Linked DNA regions of Mus musculus: region 2 is linked to region 1. The links are chromatin contacts, called in public Micro-C maps. All regions are on one chromosome and are shown on one strand. Each heading gives the region's core, a stretch centred on a gene start, on an enhancer-like site or on the middle of the called end of the contact. The rest is flanking DNA. Distances are from core to core; before and after follow the strand shown. Region 1 holds the start of Phka2 (phosphorylase kinase alpha 2). Region 2 overlaps Phka2 (phosphorylase kinase alpha 2).

Evidence for each region. A called contact is a pair of places that touch in the nucleus more often than the background predicts.
Region 2: a contact with region 1 is called in a Micro-C map of brown adipocytes, with 4 times the contacts expected there. The contact joins the enhancer-like site here to the promoter of Phka2 in region 1. A contact is called at or near these places in 2 of 39 promoter capture datasets (the 3T3-L1 cell line and 3T3-L1-derived adipocytes), 7 of 484 Hi-C or Micro-C datasets (the HPC-7 cell line, beige adipocytes, brown adipocytes and 3 more), 3 of 115 datasets of contacts at active chromatin or transcription factors (the 230-238 cell line, the SCID.adh cell line and trophoblast stem cells) and 1 of 9 other capture datasets (adipose tissue).

Annotation. Positions count from the first base shown.
Region 1 is chrX:160,500,442-160,504,867 of GRCm38.p6, reverse strand. It overlaps Phka2 (phosphorylase kinase alpha 2), which reads right to left and starts at 2,706. Exons shown (of 33, transcript NM_172783.4): 1 at 1,964-2,706. The coding sequence starts at 2,041.
Region 2 is chrX:160,547,499-160,551,904 of GRCm38.p6, reverse strand. It overlaps Phka2 (phosphorylase kinase alpha 2), which reads right to left. Exons shown (of 33, transcript NM_172783.4): 11 at 2,635-2,730. Among named protein-coding and RNA genes, the nearest start is that of Phka2, 48 kb to the right of the region's middle. Within about 2 kb of position 2,819, at least 6 of the 459 cell types and tissues checked have an H3K27ac peak or open chromatin away from gene starts, as enhancers often do. A contact at or near this core is called in 3T3-L1-derived adipocytes, adipose tissue, beige adipocytes and 1 more, where this site is marked.

The DNA.
Region 1 (4,426 bases), core at 1,457-3,956:
TGACTACATCAATGGAACACAGAATTATGTCCAAAGACCAGAAAACAATTAGCAGCAGTATCAAGCCTTCCAGGAATGGGAGCATCATGGGTCAGGATGGTCAGGAAAGGACTGAGGAGCATGTGGTCTGTAACAAAAGCACCCACTGCATAGTGGTTGCACATAATGTGCCCAAGGAGAGTACACTAGACATTCGTTTTTTTAAAAATAATAACCAATTCCCATTCTACGGTTGAAGGTGTTAACTCAGAAAAGATAAACAGAAAGCTCTGGGTATAATGGTGTACACCTTTAATCCCAACACGCATGAGGCTAAAGCAGGTCACGTTGAGGCCAGCTTGGTCTACATAGTGAGTTCTAGGTTAGCTTGGACTCTTTACAGTTCTCTTTACAGCTCTTTCTATCATAGTAATGGGTAGAAACATTTTCAACTGGGACTTTTACGTTTTATACTTGTAATTACATTTTAAGAATAAAAGCAAAGAGTAACCTCTATCTCTGCTTAGCCCCTCTTCAACTCTCCACTGGAATGCCATGTCGTGCAGAACTCCTTCCTTGCCATCTATGGTTTGGCAGTAGGGGGGAGGGATGGGGGAGGGAGTATTTTCCTCAAATAAACCCTGCATTCCTTTATGAGCAATCCTCAGAGCCATTAACATATGGAAATGTTTCTCCTACATTTGCAGAAATTTCTTTTGGTGGCAAAGACAAGCTGATCTAATGTGAAACTCTTTTTATAGTCTTTACTTATTGCTTAGTGTGAACATTCATATTCCAATGGAGAAATAATAGTGGCTGTAACTAAGGGGTACTGCCTGGACTACTCTGGCTATTAGAGTATGCTTATAGAGTATGCATATGATTTTTAAAATCAAGACGTTTCTAGCTTACAAGCCACATTTGGCCCCAACGTGTTTCAAACAAGAAACACTGAACTTATTTTACGTTATTCATAAAATTCACCGTATTGTGCTATGAACATTTTTTTTTTTCTTTTACAGTGCTGCAATCCAATCCAGGGCCTTGAGACTACCAGGTAAACTACCACTAAGTCACACCACTGGCAGTACCATTTATTCATTTTATGTAGTTTGTATGATGCCTTGCATAGAAAAGATACACAATAAATTCTTCCTGAGTGAGAGGTCAAGGAATTAGCTAAGAAGAAAAAAAAAAGGTTAATGGTTTGGAAATGACCACCAACTGCTACTTCCTTCTCTGACTCTCAAAGCCCTAAAAATAGCTGCTGCCAACTGAAGGCAAGCAATATAGCTGATGTCTTTGCTCTGAACAAAAATAGCTCAGTGGTCTTACATTGGGCACTCACACATAACTTTTGCCAAGCAGGAAGCATAGCAGGCGTATTCATACCTGAGATTATATGCACAGTTTCACAGGACCCCTTGATGCTGATGCTCTGTGCCCAGAAGTTTTGTTGGCTGTAAAGCAGCAACCAGAGTGGTCATAGGGTCCTCTCAGGGGGATTTCTAACAAGGGAGGGGCAGTAACAGTTGCCCACACTCTGGTCAGATGCAAGCCTTGGGAGTTTTTCACTCCTGCCTACTGTTCCCAGAGTAGAGTTAGTTCACTGTTCTCCTTCAGTGTGCTCTGTCCAACCTAACAGACTTCTTTCATCCAAAAGAGGCAGTAAGGAAGGACCTCGAGGGGGGTGTCCCGATGGGGGGAAAAAGAGGAAGGGAGGAGGAAGAGGAGAGAAAAAAAAAGGTCCCAGAATTCTGCAAAGCAGCCGCAGCAACTGTTCAAAAGCCAGAATGCCTGACTTGTGAGTAAAGTGAATAAAATAGCGATAAGGGAGTAGGGTGATAACTGGCTAGCAAAGGACTGGATTAAAGTCGGAAACCTCTTAAATAAATGCAAGCTCTCATGAGTGACAGAGGCCTTGGGGAGAATGAGTTATATCAGTGGGCAGTTTCCACCGTTCTCTGGGCTGCTCTCTGTTTACCTGGTAACACAGGATGGTTTGCTGCACCAGCCTCGCGTACCCGTCCAGGCGGACCCCAGAATTGCTCCTGCTCCGCATCTCGCCCAAGCTCATGGGCCACGGAGCTGGACCTGCCCGCTGGTGTCCGCCAAAGTTGCCGCCTCCAAGCTGACCTGGTCCTCAAAACATTCAGCGTCAATGAGTTTCTTCAAAGGGGGCCGAGAGGAAGAGTTTTCAAACTGAGAGACCCAAAGTATGACTTGCAAGGCGAGCCAACCAGAGTGTCGCGCCGCTGGGCGGTGCGGGGGAGGAGACGGGGGTGGCGCTATCGCGGCCCGGCTTCCTCCCGGTCAGCAGCTGCCCCGAGGGTTTCTAGTCCCACCACCATGCTCGACAGAACCTAGACTGGGCACTAGGCTGGAGAAAGGCCTTGGCGGTACCCCTCTGTTTTGGGAGGCGGCTCCGGGTTGCTTGGGAGCTCACCTAAGCTTTACTAGGCTCCGCCCCCCTCGTGGGGCGGACTCTCCAAGTCTCCGCCTAAAGGGAGAGGGTCTACAGAGGAAGGCCGCTGGGAGCGGCGGGGAGCTGGGCTCTTAACGGAAATTCAGTTTTTTTTATTGACTTTGCTCCTACCTCAACCTGCTTCCAACCGCGGCTGAGGCTAAAGGAGCAGAGTCCTTCGGTCGCGGCCCCCGGGGTACGGAGGCCACCCCTCACGCCGGCCCGAACCAAGAAGCGGAACCCGTGCAGTCCCGCCCGGAAGGAACGCGTTGGGGGGGCGGTACCGATCTGCTCGCAGCTCCGCCCCCAGTCCGCCTCCTCCGTGGGGTTTGGAGCCCTCCTTGTCATGGCCTGACCAGGAAGGAAAATGGGGCAGCCCGCAGGAGTATGGAGAACTTGGATGGAAGCAGAGAACAAGTCGGCTTTCTGGGTCGGCAATGACAAGGTCTCCTGAGCGGAGCCGCCAAACCCACCGGAGACTAGAAAGAGGCTGGGCCGCCTGGGCATCCTTCGGATGACCGGCCGTCATAGCCCCGCCCTGTCCTGGGCCTCACCTGAGGACAGAGTCCCCATAGTGGAGCTCAGCACTGAAAGCAAGAAAGGGAGGCCTGAGTACTGTCCTCCACATACACTCCTGGTACCCGTGGCTCCTGGCCTTAGCTCCTGGGAGAATTTTGCAGTTCATTTATAATAGTATATTTTGAAATTTGGCATCCCATTAGTTGTCAAGGTTGCTAACCACAGGCCGCATTCTTTGATCCTGTCTTCATTGTCCATCAAAATCTGGCCCACAAATAAATTTGACTGGGCAGCTGTTCTAATGTAATTGCTTCCACAAGCACTTTGTTATTCTCCACTTTGACCCATTTCATTGTCTAAAACTTACCTTTGCCTTAAAGACTAGGTCAGCCCACTCATTAGCGTTTCCAATTTTCTGGATTCCTATAGCAGTTTCCTCAGTAAAGATGGGGCAACGAGTCAGTTCGAACTGCACTTTATTCCATTTCTGATTTATATAGACATTTGTGTTACTGTTTCAGTTGTTTGACTTTTACTGTTTTTATCTGTTGGGGTAAACCTCATGCCTTGTAATGTGACAAGGTCAAGTGCGTGTAGCACATACTTGACTCAGAGTGGCACTTAAACCAGAGCTATTTTCAGCACCATTTGGAAATAGTGTATTGTTTACATTTTAACTGAGGCATACTTTTCTAACTGGATTATGAGATGCTTATGAAATAGCTTGGTATCTCCCACCACACCTGGCACAGAGTTGATTGTACATGTGTCTAGGGCTCAATGTTGATGGACTGAAAATGAGTCCTGCTTATTTGACTCCCCTTATAGTTAGTCTTTAACTAAAGCACCCAACCCCTATCAGCCCACATACTTTTTCTCTGAGACAGAGTCTTGTCATGTAGCCTAGGCTGCTCTCAACTATATTATGTATCCAAGACTATTCCTCAAACTCACAGCAATACTTCTTTCCTCGGCATCCAAAGTGTTGGGATTCTGAGTACGTGCCACCACACCCAGCTCGAGTACTTTTCAACATTCTTTTCAAGCCTTGGTGCATGTATATGTTTTACATTGGGCAGTTCCCCTCATATCTTCTTACCATTCTTTTCTCAACTCATTATTTGTTTTAATAATGGCACTGAAGTTATGAAACAGTGCACAATGTACTTCCATGTAGGAGTTGCTGTGGCCTAGGGAGTAAGATTAAGCATTCAATTACCATAATTGAATCCCTTTAGTAATCTTTCTATGTACCTTTCCTGGAGATTTCATATATTCTTCTGTATTTAAAAGGTGGCATCATTGCTTATTTTTAGGATGGCTTGTGTTCTCATTGGAAGCTTAAGACTCTGTCTTAGAGGACAGCATGCAAAGTGGAAATATCATGTCTTTTGAACCTAAAGTACCCTGTCTCTGAATTGGGAGGGTCCATTCTTAATCAACTTGAAAAAACTAACCAGTTAA
Region 2 (4,406 bases), core at 1,570-4,069, 47 kb before region 1:
GTGTGGGTTCATGTATGCATGCACATGTGTGTAAGGGGAGTTCATTCTTAGGATTGTGGATTGAGCTTGATATCATTAAAATACTTATTAAAGATTTCTATTTCTTCATACTAAATATTTTAAGAACTTAAGGCTTGCACACAGTGCAAGAAATACTGATGTAAAAGGAGACTCTCCAAAATGCAATAGTGGTTATTATTGAGTGGTAACATTAGGGATAGTAAATGTTTTCTTCTTTCTACAGAACCCTATATATATATATTTTACAATTCATAGGATTACTTTTACAATTGACTGGCATCTTAAATACACATCAAACACACTGAAACACAACTGTTGAGAAAGACTGCAACGAATTGGAATGAGAATGATCTAATGCAAAGAACAAAAGATGCACTTGTTCTGCACTTTCCCACTAGAATTTAATTCTGTTCTGGTCCTTCTCTGAAGTACTACTTACAGATGCACTTGCACCGCATCTTCGCTTTCATCTTTCCTGTGTATCCATCTCACAGCCTAGTTCTGCTTTTACAATACCTCACAGATATAGAACCATCTTGTGTACTAGCCCCTAGGCTGTGCAAGGCATGGCCAGCTGCTCACTACAGTTTTGTTGGCCATCCTTTCCCTAGTCCCCAGCTGTGCAGTGGAGGGTCCATAGATGGTGGCACCTTGCCCAAGCATACAGGCTACATGCCACTGTAGTCCCAGACTTTTTCTAATTTGCACAAAGGAGCCATATAGGTTTGTGGTGCCTTGCAGATTCTTTTCCAGTGGTCTCTCTATATATGCTATTGATGTGACTGAAGAACCTTGCAAACTCTCACCTGCAAAGCTAACACAAAATGAGGTTAAGGTAAACTACTGTCCAGCGCTGGTGCCTTGCATATAAGCTAAGTACACTGAATAAAGAGGACACTGAATGACAAGTAGATACCTAAAAGTCAGTGTGGTCTTTAGGAGAGAGTTGTAGAGTAACATTTTTGTGATGTACAACCAGCATTATCTTGCAGGAAGCAAAGCACAGCCCTGATACCAAGTATTTACTATGGTTAGTGCCTTTTGGGAGAGCAGGGATGGATGACTAGTCTCTACCATAAAGTAGGTGTACTATCCTTGAAGATAATGCATTCTCCCTTGCTTGGTTTCCAGCTTCCTTCCATTGATGCCACAGTACTAGAGTATGAGCAATCTGAACATGGAATATAAAAATGTAGCTATGGAAAGTGACCTCAACACCTCTTACCCTTATCAGCATTCACACCATCCATAGCATACAGATAGAAATGTAAAGTGAAGTAATTTGCAGAAGACTTTATGACACACACACACACACACACACACACACACAAAATCCCTGGAAGACTTCATAACTTAGTCGGTATGGTGTGACACAACAGAAATCTTATCTTTAACTTGTCCTAAGAACACTTGGATGATATACACCTGCCGTGCTATGATGGAAATATGGAGTTTCTGGAAGCTCAGACCCAACAGTCTAGGTAGGACTGAGTAGATAGGGACATTGCAAGGAAACTCCCCACTCCCCGCCACTCCAGTGAATCCAGAAGTGAACCAGCTGACTAGGTGGGCTATTATCAATGTGAAATAATCCAATGCTTCCAGATGTAGAATATTCTATTTCTTATAGAAACTCAACTCCTTCATTTGACTTTTCTTTTGATCTAAGTAGTCATTTATGTAACATTTAATAGTTCCTTCTAGATCACAGTTCTCAACCTATGGTTTGCAACTTCTTTGGGGGTCAAAAAACCTATTCACAGAGGTTGTCTAAGACCATTGTAAATATCAGATATTTACATTATGATTCAAAAATTATAGTTTTGAATTAGGAATGAAAATAATTTTATGGCTGGGGGTCACCACAACATGAAGAACTGTATTAATGGGTCACGGCATTAGGAAGGTTGAGAACCTCTGTTCTAGATTAGGGCCCAAAGTAATACTCAGAAATTTTATGCCATTTAAGGATCAAATTTCAGACTCATTTAAAATGTATATTTTTAAACATTCCTTTGCAAGAGGGTCATACAAAGTAGCCTTGAATTACTGATCCTTCTGCCTCACATATTTGGAGGGTGAAATTACAAGTCACTGCTCATCAAAATGTATGTTCTACATGAAATTAAAAGAAAAATCTACTACATCACTACTTTCAAAGGTCCAATAGGGCATCCAATGTGTAGACATTTCTACTAACTGTAAAATATACTACCCATTAGCAAGTGGTGTGGCTTTGTGTGAAGGCCCACAACCTGGAGTCTAGAACCTGGGGTCTGGAATCCTAGATTGGACAGGTTCCAGGGGCTTTGATTTCCTTTGGTAAGGTGTGTATGGGCCTGATTCAAACACAGATTAGGGACAGGTATGCTTCAAAGGTTTTTAGATGCTGCCTCCCTAGGACATCCATGGTCAAATATGTTCCATATGTTCTTCAAAGCTATAATTCCTTATGATAAATAGGAAAGCTATATCTTTTAGAAGCAACTTCTGATTTCTAAAGAGGAAAAGAGGTCATATGCCCTAAAAGGTGGGTAGAGAATACCAAAAAAGCCAAGCCCTAACTCACTCGGTCTAGATGAGCCCCACAAGGGCTTGGTGACAACTGGTTACCTTGTCTGGTGGGATGGCATAGAGTTCTGGCACCAAGTGGATCCCATCTTTGCCTCTGATTAATATTCCCTCCAAGGCTTCTCGGTATTCTTGGACCTGGAAAACAGCCCCAGCATCTTTAGTGTGACAGAGGTCTGGCAGTTAATTATGCAATGCCAGTACAGCTTAGGAAACAGTAACAGAACAGGCCTCTGGGCTACAAATGCTTGGCTGTAGAACAGAGTGACTCTGGCTGTCAGAAATGTTAGGAGAAGGGAGACACCATTGCTTTTTCCCCCTGAGCCAAGCCCCACTTGCCTTGTTTCCAGGGAGAGGGCAAGGGTAGCCCCCAAGAAAGTAGCTGTTTGGTCTTCAAACTTTCCACAGAGCTGTCATTTATACCATGCACATCATTCCCAAGCCATTCTCATTTCAATAGTTTATTCTTAAGTTTTCTCACATTTGAAATATGCCTTACCAAACAAGTTTAAACATCTTGAAATGTTAGGCAACATATTATGTTTCTGCCTAAGTAGGAGCCCCACCCCCTTTCTTTTTTCCTTTTTTTTTTTTTTTTTTTTTTTTTTTTGGCTCAAGGGCCTGGGGAGATGGCTCAAGTCAGCAAAGTGCAACTGTGAGGATTCAAGTCTGGCTGGGCATGGTGGCAGAGGCAGGCAGATTTCTGAGTTCAAGGCTAGCCTGGTCTACAAACTGAGTTCCAGGACAGCCAGGGCTACACAGAGAAACCCTGTCTCAAACAAACAAACAAACAAAAGTCTGGATCCCTGGAGTCCACATAAAAGCCCTGGTGGCACATTTATGACCAATGGTTCCCCAAAACTCATTGACCAGCCAGTTTACCTAAGTTGATAAGTTCTATTAGTGAAAGACCCTATCTCAGACAATAAGGTAAAGAGAGGCAGAAAGCAAGATACCAAGCATCAACCTCTGGTTTTCACATGTGAACATACTCTACACACATACATGATCATGTACATACTACACATACATACAAATGACACATACACACAATGCTTATTGGTTAGGAAGTATTTGCTGGGGTTGATATTGTGGTTTGGTGGTAGTGGCGGCCTATAATGCAAGGTCTTGAGTTTCATCCTCAGCATCACACACACAGACACACACACACACACACAGACACACACACACACGGGTGGGAGAGCAAGAAAGATTGATTTGTTGCAAAAATCGAATGTGAGACAAAAAGGAAATGCATGTACTATGCTCCATCTACACCATTATAAGGATGCAGCTCTCATTATAATGACAGCTTTTGAAGCAAACACTCCCATTACACTGAAAAGGCAGTGATAAAAACCAACATCACAAAAGAGGAAAGAAGTAGGACAGAAAACGTCACCAGCCACCAGCTATTTAAGCATGGCTTTTTGGAGAGCTCAGTCAATTATACTTCCAGATCTCATTTTCTGATCATTTTAAATTTATGGATGGCAAAGTCTGACCACAATTATAACATTTTAAAATGTCAACAAGGAAGCAAGATTGCGCAAAGAGGCTTTTAGGTCAGATCCAGCTCATGTCATCCAAGCTCTGTGTCCTAACCGTGAGGTATCTTCAACAGCAGAGGCTTGCCCTCACCCTTGGAGAGGAAAGCAAGGGCTCCATCAATAAATAGTCTATGCTGCACTGCTTGCTGCTTGGACTCTGCCTAATCATTTGAAAGAAGGTTTCTCATCTCTGGTACTGAGGTTTTCATTAGTCTATGGTTCTTGTGGGGAGCACTGTCAGCTCAAGTAGCTTAACACACATAC